Linked DNA regions of Mus musculus: region 2 is linked to region 1. Evidence: chromatin contacts called from public promoter capture Hi-C data. All regions are on one chromosome and are shown on one strand. Each heading gives the region's core, a stretch centred on a gene start, on an enhancer-like site or on the middle of the called end of the contact. The rest is flanking DNA. Distances are from core to core; before and after follow the strand shown. Region 1 overlaps Trrap (transformation/transcription domain-associated protein). Region 2 holds the start of Atp5j2 (ATP synthase, H+ transporting, mitochondrial F0 complex, subunit F2).

The links. Promoter capture Hi-C pulls out the DNA fragments that hold promoters and counts their contacts.
Region 2: a promoter capture Hi-C map of cranial neural crest shows a contact between it and region 1. The contact joins the promoter of Atp5j2 here to the enhancer-like site in region 1. A contact is called at or near these places in 6 of 39 promoter capture datasets (the C10 cell line, the HPC-7 cell line, cranial neural crest and 3 more), 1 of 484 Hi-C or Micro-C datasets (the G1E-ER4 cell line), 2 of 115 datasets of contacts at active chromatin or transcription factors (the 230-238 cell line and bone marrow-derived macrophages) and 2 of 9 other capture datasets (adipose tissue and pancreatic islet).

Annotation. Positions count from the first base shown.
Region 1 is chr5:144,795,043-144,800,481 of GRCm38.p6, forward strand. Trrap (transformation/transcription domain-associated protein) reads left to right here. Exons shown (of 71, transcript NM_001081362.2): 21 at 1,919-2,119; 22 at 3,206-3,357. Among named protein-coding and RNA genes, the nearest start is that of Gm23995, 23 kb to the left of the region's middle. Within about 2 kb of position 2,284, at least 5 of the 459 cell types and tissues checked have an H3K27ac peak or open chromatin away from gene starts, as enhancers often do.
Region 2 is chr5:145,188,311-145,193,862 of GRCm38.p6, forward strand. Atp5j2 (ATP synthase, H+ transporting, mitochondrial F0 complex, subunit F2) reads right to left here and starts at 3,231. Exons shown (of 4, transcript NM_020582.3): 1 at 3,193-3,231. The coding sequence starts at 3,205.

The sequences.
Region 1 (5,439 bases), core at 1,034-3,533:
AGGGAACTTTCCCAAGCATCAGAGTCTCTGTAAGCCAGTGTGAAGGCAGATGGTGCGGAGTTGTGTAGACTCGCAGAAAGACCCTTTCTGTACCCACAGAGATTTTTTTGCTTTTATAGTAAAAGATGCAGCTCTTCAGGGAAGCAGATGGGCACCTTGCCTGCCCCAGCTCCCCTCAAGAGGAAAGGGGCAGTTAGTCAAAGGTTGTCTTAACGTCTTAGGGGTTTGTTATTAGAAGTCAGGAGTGAGGAATCGTACACTATTCACTGTGCTTTGTGCTATGCCCGTGATGGGATTGATAATCCCTGGGGGCCGGCACTTGTGCTCCTCTGTCTCACTAGCATAGGGTCACAACCAGCACTTCATGGTGGATGCTCAGTGACTCCAAAGTAGATTTCAGGAGTAGCACCTGGTCTGGAGGCAGGACTATCAGATCCTGTCTGTCCATCCTGGGGTTATTTCTTGGTCTCTGTGCACTGGAAGAAGATGGACTGGAGTCTATATAGCATGGGAGGACTGCAGAGCCTGCTCTGAGAGCCGCACTGTCAGGTCTTGAAAGCAGAGCTTGTCTTGAGCTGAGTGTGTGGGGGCCGCTCGGGGGCCGCGGAAGCAGTGTGGCTGTTGGGGCTGAGGCGGTGTTGAGCCACAGTTTGCTTTAGAACGATAACCCTCGGAGACAAAGGTTAAGGTCCTTTTTAGTTTCTAGAGGCCAGTGACCCCCAAAACAAGCGGCAGTGTTGGTGTCTCCTGACCCACGCTGAGCCTCAGTGCTGCCGTAACCCGGCAGAAGACCCTTCCTGAGGGACAGAAGACCCTTCCTGAGGGACAGAAGACCCTTCCTGAGGGACAGAAGACCCTTCCTGAGGGACAGAAGACCCTTCCTGAGGGACAGAAGACCCTTCCTGAGGGACAGAAGACCCTTCCTGAGGGGCAGGCGGGTGTTGGGAGAACATGAGGGAAACTGGGATCTTGGTTGGTGTGGAGAAATGTCCCAAGGCTTCATGTTACTTGAATATTGCTGGATTCCGACAGTGAGTGTTGTCATGGAAGTTAGGAAAGTGATTAAAACAAGGACAAGAGTGATTTTGAGACGTAGGTAATTCAAGTGAGGGGACCCAGGCAGCGAGTGCAGTGCTGTGCAGCAGGCGGCGCAGGCGTGGCGTGCAGGGCATCCCTGAGCTCAGCTAACCCTGCAGTCAAACTTTAGGAGCTGACGTGCACAGAGACTGCACACTGAGGCTTCAGAACACGAGCACTGGGCGTTGGGCTAGGGTTGTCTTATATAAGGCTGTGATAAATCTCTAAGGGCTTCTAAAGACGGCCCAAGGGTGTGTGTGCGCACACTAGGGATGGAACAAGGTCTCATGTAAGCATTTTGGCAGAGACTAAACCATCCACATGGAGGCTCCCTGTCCTTAGGGGAAGGTTTACTGAGCAAGGAGGGGTGTGGTCAAGTCTGTGTTCAAGGACATTGCTCTGCCCTTGTGTCTATTTTCTGTTTTTCTTTAGCCTGGCTCTCAGGGACCCCCTACCACACACACCCTTACCTTCCATAAATGGAGACTTAGAATACATGACATTACATATTTGCCATGTTTCATGTTGAGTGCAAGTGTCCACAGAGGGCAGAGAGTGACGTATCCCCTAGAACTGAAGTTTATGGGCAGCACCATGGATGCCCTAATGCTTTGCTTTTTTTTCTGTGCCATCTTTTATATAAAGGAGCTCCAAAATATGTTTGTTTGTTTGCTTAGTAAAGGCAGACCTTCTCTGGGGGAGGACAACCAAGGGGGAGCCATGTTTGCGGGACAGAAGCAGGAGGAAGAGTCCCTATATCTAACAGATTGGAGTTGTGGTCGGAAGCTGTGTGAACTTGCTGCCTGGCTAGCCTTTGGTGAAAGCCAGTTGGTTTTTTTAGGCTTTGTGGCGCACGCTTCGCAACCCTGCAGACAGCATCTCCCACGTGGCCTACCGTGTGCTTGGGAAGTTTGGCGGCAGCAACAGGAAGATGTTGAAGGAGTCCCAGAAGCTGCACTATGTTGTGACTGAAGTTCAAGGCCCCAGCATTACCGTGGAGTTCTCTGATTGCAAAGCTTCTCTCCAGCTTCCGATGGAAAAGGTAAAGTTGGAGCTTCCGGGAGATCGTGTTTTGCTCTAAGGAAATTGATTTCAATATCAAAGACATATGTGAGCCAACTCTGAGGGAAGGACAGGAGTCACGGGACAATCTTGGTTGGGAAGGTGGCTTGCGTAATGCTTGTAGGCCTGTGGCAGGGTGTTATCCAGGAGTTGAGGACTCTTGAGAGTAGAATTCTTCCCCGTTGACCAGCTCACCTGAGCTCCTGGTCTGTTGTCATCTTGCTGGGCCTTGTTTCCAGGACCATTGAGAACTCAAGTGTATCTATAATTGTTCCTCATCCCTGGGCTCCCAGCATCTCACTTTTTTATTCACGTTTTTATTCTAACTCTGCTGTTGTCTCCTTTCTGGCTCTTTGGAAATGAGTTAGTGTTGTACCTCTGTGTTTCTCTCTGTCTCCGTCTCTTTATCTATGTGCATATGTGTGCATGCAGATGTGTGGCGGAGCTGCTAGTTGGCTGCCTCCTTCAGAGGGAAGTGAAAGCCTTGTTTTTCAGGTCCCTGCTTGAGGGAAGACTGTGTTTGTGCAGCCGTGGCTCCTGAGCTCCAGACCCTTATGGGTGTGTGGCTGACAGCCTACCACGCTGGACCCTCCCAAGCTCCTTGACTTCCTGGAGTCTAACCCTGGTCACTAGACGGGAAATTGGGGGTAGAGAGCAGGCTGAGCACTCACTAGCATGTGCTACTCTTGCAGAGGCTGCTGCCTCAGTTCCCAGCATCCATGGTGCTGCCCAGAACTCCAGCTCGAGGGGATATGACACCCTCTGCCCTCTGTGGACACCTGTACTCAACATATACATAACCTATAGACAGATGCACACATAGACACATAATTAAAAGTAAAACCTTCCAGCCAGAGTGCTGTGCACTCTTAATGCTATCTGTGGCCGTGCAGCTCCTTGCTTTCTTCACTGTCTCTGCTTTCAGACTCTGGTTTGTGGTTGCCTGTTAGACTGATGCCCTCCCTCTTCAGTTTCCTTAGCAAGCTAATGCTGGATGTGTGAGTGTGTGTGAGTGTGCGCACACGCCTTTCTGCGCACACTGTACATACTGTGCTTTTTATCCTAGGCCATTGAGACCGCCCTGGACTGCCTGAAAAGTGCCAACACAGAGCCCTACTACCGGAGGCAGGCATGGGAGGTGATCAGGTGCTTCCTGGTAGCCATGATGAGCCTGGAGGACAACAAGCATGCGCTCTACCAGCTGCTGGCGCACCCCAAGTATGACTTGGGCTATTTTCTGGGACTGGAGCAGCTCGCCGCAAAAATTAGGAACATAAGTGACTGCCCAGGAGTCTGCTAGGAGTGTGCCCTTTCAAACAGCCAGGGCAGTATGTAACTTACCCAGTGACACAGCATGTAGCGTCTGGAGCAGTGGGTCTCAGCCTCTGGGTCATGACCCCTGGGGCAGATGATTCTTATACAAGGGTCACTTAAGACCATTGCAAAACACAGATATTTACAGTATGGTTCACAACAGTGTCAAAATCACAGTTGTGAAGTAGCAGCGAAAACACTTTTATGGTTGGGGTCACTACAACATGAGGAGCTGGATTAAAGAGTCGTAGGAAGGATGAGAAGAACTGCTCTAGAGAAAGGGAAGAGAGAACATGGCCATCTGGAGTAAGAATTGGTCTTGGATCCATTTCAGTGTGTGTCTTGCTGTCAAGGAATCTAGGGCCATGTTTGCACTTTGCATGGCTTTTTAAATGTTGTTCTTTTTGTGTTTAGAGACAGGGTCTCATTTAATGCAGGCTGGTCCTAAACTCAGTATGTGGCTGAGGGTCACTGGAACTCTGGTTCCTCCAGCCTCTGGCTCTTAGATGCCAGGTGACAGAGCCACATCTCAGCCCGTGACAGACCCTATGCTATTCCCACTTCATCGTTGGTTAAATTCTTACAATTTGGTTTCATTTTGGAGGCTGGGTTTCTGTGGGTATCCCTGCCAGACCTGGAACTTGTTACATAGGCAAGGTTCACCTCAAACCCATAGGTAACCACTTGTCTCTGCCTCCACAGTGCTGAGGTTAGGTTGTGTTTGCCACCACACCTGGACACACACACACACACAGACACACACACAGACACACACACACACACACGAGTTTAAACTTTATTTTAAAAAATAATATTTTTCCCTGCTTGTGTGTGCATATGACCGATTGTTTGGGGAGGTCAGAGAATTCTCCCACCTAATGCTGCTGTCACAGGCACATGTGGGTCCACACCTAGCTTTTGTGTGTGGGTTCTAGAGATTGGATATAATGCCCTCCTGTCTTGTACAACAGAGACTTAGCCTCTGAACATCTTTCCAGCAATGCATTTTTTTTTTTTAATCCAGAATTTAAAGTTTGTTCCCTACACTCTTGGGTGGCATTTTACCCTGAGGTCTTTGCTGTGCCTGCAAGCAACCACGTCACAGGGTTTATGCTTTTAATCATCTTTTCAGAAACTTCTCCGTCCCTTTGATTCTTGTTCTGATCATCACAAAGGGCCTCCCCAAGTTTAGAGCGTGCAGGCTCAGCACAGTTAGATACCAACATACAAAGACAGGCCTGGAGTCTGAGGCTCTGGAAGGAAGCGGCGAACATTTCACATGCCAGGCCTCAGAGGGCAGAGATGGTCTGAGCGCCTGTGCAGAGCATGGCCATCCATTGCTCCTGCACTGCCTTCCTCTGATGTGACAGTGGTGGCTGGTAAAGCAACTGTGCCCAAGGCATGCATGCGCCTTTGTAGCAGCAGGGAAAACAACCTTTATTTCTCTCTTTTTTTGTTGGGTTTTTTTGTTTTGTTTTGTTTTGTTTTGTTTTGTTTTGTTTTTTTGAGACAGGGTTTCTCTGTGTAGCCCTGGCTGTCCTGGAACTCACTTTGCAGACCAGGCTGGCCTTGAACTCAGAAATCCACCTGCCTCTGCCTCCCAAGTGCTGGGACTAAAGGTGTGTGCCACCACCGCCCGGCTATTTCTCTTTTTAAAAAGGTATTTTATTTTTGTGTATGTGTGTTGCCTGTATGCATGTCCGTGCATCTTGAACATGCCTGGTGCCCTCAGAAGAGGGCATCAGATTCCTCAGTTTTTGGGTGGCCGTGAGCTGACAAGTGGACGCTGAGCACTCCGATCTCTTGCTGAAATGTGGCTCAGTGGTTACGGGCACTGCTGCTCTTGTTGCTGATCTAGGTTCCACTTCTGGAACCCACATGGGGCTCACAGTCTTACGACAGCAGATCCAGGACATGCACTGCCTCTTCTAAGACCAAACATGTACAGTATACAATGCACATAGGCAAAACACTCCACAAAAACAA
Region 2 (5,552 bases), core at 1,981-4,480, 390 kb after region 1:
ACACACAGAATACTGTAACAAAAATTATTTTTAAAGAGCCGAGCATGGTAGTGCATGCATTTTATCATCCCAGCATTTGGTAAACAGAGTCAGGCAGATCTCTATGAATTCAAGACCAGCCTGATCTACATAGTGAGTTCCAGGACAAACAGGGCTACATAGAAAGACCCTGTCTCCAAAAATAAAAGTAAATAATTTCAAGATTTATTCTTCTGAAGTTGGAGAGATGGCTCAGCAGTTAAGAGCACTGACTATTCTTCCAGAGGATCCAGGTTCAATTCCCAGCACCCACATGGCAGCTTACAACTATCTGTAACTTTATTCCAGGGAATATGACACCCTCATATAAACATACATGCAGGCAAAATGCCAACGCACATCAAATAAAAATACATCATTTAAAAATTTTAATATTTTTATTATATGTACATGGGTATTTTGCCTGCATGTATGGATACGCACCATACTCATGCTTAGTGTACACAGGTCAGAAGAGGGCATCAGATGCCCTGGAACTAGGGTTTCAGATGAATATGAACCACCATGTGGGAGCTGGGAACCAACCTTGTGTCATCTCCACTCACCGAGCCCTCTCTCCAGCCCCAGACAACACCTCCACTCCCAAAGCTTCCAAATCGTATGTGCTACTGGTAACTGTTAAAAACCCATCAATACTTAGGAGGCGTGACCTCCAGATCCTTCACTAGAGTTACGCAGAATCAGATTGTGCGAACCGACCTCACTCACATACCCCAAGGGAAAACCAGATGCCCAGTTCACACCAACAGAACCCTTCATTGTGGGGTGGCCACTTTCTCACTTATCTTTGTTTTCTGAGACAAGGTCTCTCTCTATAGCTCCGGCTGTCCTGGAACTATGTAGACCAGGCTGAGCTTGAACTCAGGGATCTCCCTGCCTTCGCCCCCTGAGAACTGGGATTAAAAGTATGTGCAGAGCCTGCAAAGTTGTTTTCTGACCTCCATACAGTCCCCGTGGCTCTTCTGCACATGTGCACATGCACGCGCACACTCGAGAGAGACAGACACACACTCATGAACATACATACTCATGTGCCACCATGCTCGCCTTTTTTTTTTTTTTTTTTTTTTTTTTTTTTAAGACAGGATCTTATGTAGCTCATGCTGGGCTCAAACCTGCTGCTGTATGTCAATGGATGTCTTTGGCATGGCGGATCCTGCTACCTTCCAAGTGCTGGAGTTACCAGCTTTATGTGGTGCTGAGGATGGAACCCAGGACTTTGTGCCTGTGGGGCAAGCACTCCACCAACTGAGCCGCAACCCGACTACTCCACCCCTCCCCAGCCCCGCCCAGTATCTTTCTTGAACTGAGTCATCTTTTTGTTTGTTGGTTTGGTTTTTTTGAGATAGGGTATTGCTATACAGTACCGGCTAGCCTTAAACTCATGGATAATCTTCTTGTTTCAGCTTTCCCACTGCTAGGGTGACAGGGGTACAATATCAACCCCCAGCTGGCGAAGTGTACTAAACTCTTTAGTCTTTCCTTCAAAGGTCTCTTCACACTAACCCTCTACTTAAATAAGATTGCAAACTTTAAGCTGGGTATGATGGCGCATGCCTTTAACCCCAGCACTTAGGAGGCAGAAGCAGAGAGACTTTTATGAGTTCCAGACAAGCCTGATCTATCTAGTGAATTTCAGGATAGCCACAGCTATTTAGGGAGACCTTGTCTTTAAAAAAAACAAGAAAAAGTGATAGGGGTGGTGGTTGTGGCAGTGGCGGCACACACCTTCAACCCTAGCAATTGGGAAGGCAGAGGCAGGTGGAGTTCAAGTTCAAGGATAGCCAGAGTGGCAGAGAAATCCTGTAGGGGTTGGGATCCAAAACTTCTATTTTTTCAACTTTTTTTTTGGAGAGGAAGGCCCAGGCTGACAATTGTGCTTCTTCAGCCTCTTGAGCAGTGTCATTAATGCTCTTCCCGTTGTCTCTTCTGAAAGCTGTGTTCACTAACCATCTCCTACCATTTTACAGATAAAATAGCTGCTAATGCCCCAGGTGGCAGTGACCTACACCTTTAAGCCCAGTACTGGGGAGACAGAAGCAGGTGGATCCACAGATGAGTTCCATTACAGCTGGAGCTACACAAAGAAATCCTATCTTGCAAAACCAAGTACCAAACCAAATCAAAAAGGCTCAGCTCCTTCACACCCCGTTTTTAGACACCCCCCCCTTCACCTTCCCAGGCTGAGATAAAGAACACTGTAACAAGCTAAGTACAGTAGCATAGGCCTGTAATCCTAGCACTCAGAGATAGACGCTAATACATCACGACTGTGGCAGCAAGTTCATGACCAATCTGGGCTACATGGTGAAACCCTGTCTCAAAAGGAGGAGGTAGACAACTGTGAAATGGCTAGCCTGGCTACTGGAGTTCCTCGGAGTTGTCCTCGAACCTGGACACAAGCTCCAGCATTCCCATGACCATACCTAGACACGTGTGGGACACATAATAACAAAAACAACAATAATGTGTAATCCCAACAGTGCGCAATGAATGTGTGTGGAGATTGACTCGTACGTGTTAAGGGAACATCTGCTTGTCTGTCACAAGGACATTTCTGAAAGGTAATCTCATTTATCATGAGACCCGCCAACCTAGGTCTGAATCCCAGCGAGGCTCTCTCAGGACTGGTGACCTTGAACAGGTCACTTCACCCCAGTAGGCGTATTCAGTCGACACGTATGTAACATAATGTGGTGTCGGGAACCATTCTAGGCATTCGCTGGTCCTGGACCGTAATCTGAAAGCCTCATCTCCAGGGAGGTCCAAGCGCTGCCCAGCGTAAAGGTTCAAGTGACCCTGCCTGTGTCAAGTCGCGCAGGAAGAAAAAGCAGCAGCTTAGTCCTCCGCGGAAGGACAGACAAATGGTTCCGGGCAACGCATGTGCAGGCCCCCAGAAGCCTCTCCGTGCTGACTGGGTCTTCCACCGCCAGGCCAGGCGATGCACAGCAGAAATCCGCTGCAGAGTGGAGGGAGGAGGGCGGGAGCACAGGACCTTATAGTAAGTGTCCAGCGCGCTTCCGGGGAGGCTTCAGTGAAGCCCCGGGTGAAGAGCAAGAGTTCCCGCGGTTCCTTCTCACCCCACTGTGGCCCTGGAGCCTGTGCCCAAATCGGGCTTCCAACCCCAAGGCCAGGAAAGGGCCGAGTACTCACCGAGTGACGCCATCTTGAAGTCCTGGTGTCCGCAGAACTCCAGCCGCGCGCAAAGGCTGCTGGGAAGGGCGCACGCACCCCTGCCGGAGCGGGAAGCAGAGGCTCATGGGAAGTAGATCACCACTTAGGTAGAGCATTTTGAGACCTATCCCAGGCGGAAGCAAAGGACAAAAGAGAAAAGGGACCTTTTGACTTTTTGCCTTCTACTTTTGGATCTCTCATGAGGAATGAGAGGCTTAGGGGTGTGGCTCAGTCCCGGAGTGCTTAAGGCTCTGGTTCCATTCCCAATGCTGAAAAGAAAGAAAAGCAGAGAAGCCTTGAATAGGAACATTTGTTTTAACCCTCCCCAGTCCCTTTTACTTGCTATTCACTGCTCTGACCCCCAAATCCCTCTGAAGTTCCACTCCACATGCTTAAGTGGTTTCCATGATGATTGCAAACACGCCTCCACAGCTGACACCTGCTTAAATGGGTATTTTCTAAAGCTCGTAAAGGTAGTTTTTTTGACCCAAAATCAGAAGTATTAGATTTAAGCCATGTTAGCGCCAAAGTCAGACTACTATATAGCTACAGGCATTATCTTGCCATTAATTCCCAAATTTGGGCCTGAAATACAGCAAGACTGTATGCAATAACAGAGTTAGTCTAGCCTGGAAATCAGTATATGTTTTGGGTTGGCCTGAAACTTTTAGCAGTGACAACTCATGTATGGGAATTATATGTGTGCACTGCCTGTATAAACTGACATAACCACTCCATGGTATAATTAAGGTGAAGGTTTTTAAAATTATTTTTATGTACATGGGTGTTTTGCCTACATATATGTCTGTGTACCACATGCATGCAGGGCCCACTGAAGTCAAAAGAGGTCATTGGATCCCCTGGAGCTGAAGTTAGAAAGACAGTAGTGAATTCCTATGTGATTTGTGGTAATGAAACCTGGGTCCTCTGAAAGAGCAGATAGTGCTCTTAACAGATGAGCCATCTCTCCAGCCCCCATAAGGAAAGGGGATTTTTTTTTAAAGATTTATTTATTTATTATACGTAAGTACACTGTAGCTGTCTTCAGATGCGCCAGAAGAGGGCGTCAGATCTCATTACATGTGGTTGTGAGCCACCATGTGGTTGCTGGGATTTGAACTCAGGACTTTTGGAAGAGTAGTCGGTGCTCTTAACCACTGAGTCATCTCTCCAGCCCCCAGGAGAGGGGATGTTTATTGTAAATATGAGTGAGAGGGAACAGCCAGAGGCATCTGGAAGAGCAGAGAGAAGTAGACTTAACATGGGCATCTGACTGGACATGGTCAGAGCAATCTAAGAGTGAGAGCATGGGGTAGGGTGGGAGTGAGAATAGCAGGCTTATAAGAATGATTCGCTGGAGGGGTGGGGGGAGTCCAGGAGCTAAAGGGAGAAGCATAGAGAAGATGAAAAGAGCCAGAATGCTATAACATGGCCTTTGCTGTGTGTAATGGGTATTTGTGATATTGAGAGACTGGAGGCCAGCATGCATTTTGATATGCTGGTAAATGCCAAAGGTAAGGAAAATGACTCCTTTTGACAGAAAACTGGGCTTCCCGATTCCTTTTACCTGCTATTCACTGTGGAATAGTCACAATTCTTTTTACCGTTCCTAAGGAATGGTGGCTTTTATCTAACCACCAGAAATCCTCCTATAGTCCAAGTTGTGCTCATTTCTGGGTTTTTGGAAGGGGAGCAGGGCACTCTAGCTATTAGTATAGAAGGGGGCTGTAGTCGGCTCAGTTACCATTTCCCTGAAGGGGCTGGGTGGTCCCACATGGGTCATCATCTTAGTGTCTTAAGTGATTCTATCTTGGACCAAAGATCTACACCAGCCCAACATTTCTTATGTCAAGTTCCCAAGTGCTAGGATTACAGGTGTTTACCACCAAACCCTGCTTCGCCTCAGAATGCTTGAGTCTGCCTGTATTTAGAGTTGAGTGTAGAGCCAGTATCAAGAGTTCAGCTCTGAATGCTTTTGACTTTTCAAGATTTTAATGAGCAAGAGAGAAGGAGGCAGTGGGTGTCACAGGCCTTTGACCCCAGCACTCGGGAGACAGAGGCAGGTGGACCTCCCCTCAAGATCAGCCTGGTCTACAGGACGAGTTCCACGCCAGCCAGGGCTACCCAGACTCTGTCTTGGGGCAGAGGGGAAGCAAGAGAGGAGTCTCATTCAAGGGTCCCATTTATCTACTGCTTTGTGTTCATGAAAGGATGAATCCATTATGCTTAGAGTTGTCACTAATACAATTATAGGCCACCTTCCAGCCACTTGCATGTTTAGTCTCATGGGAAAGCTGGATAGAGTGGCACACTGCAACAATCCCAGGACTTGAAAGCCT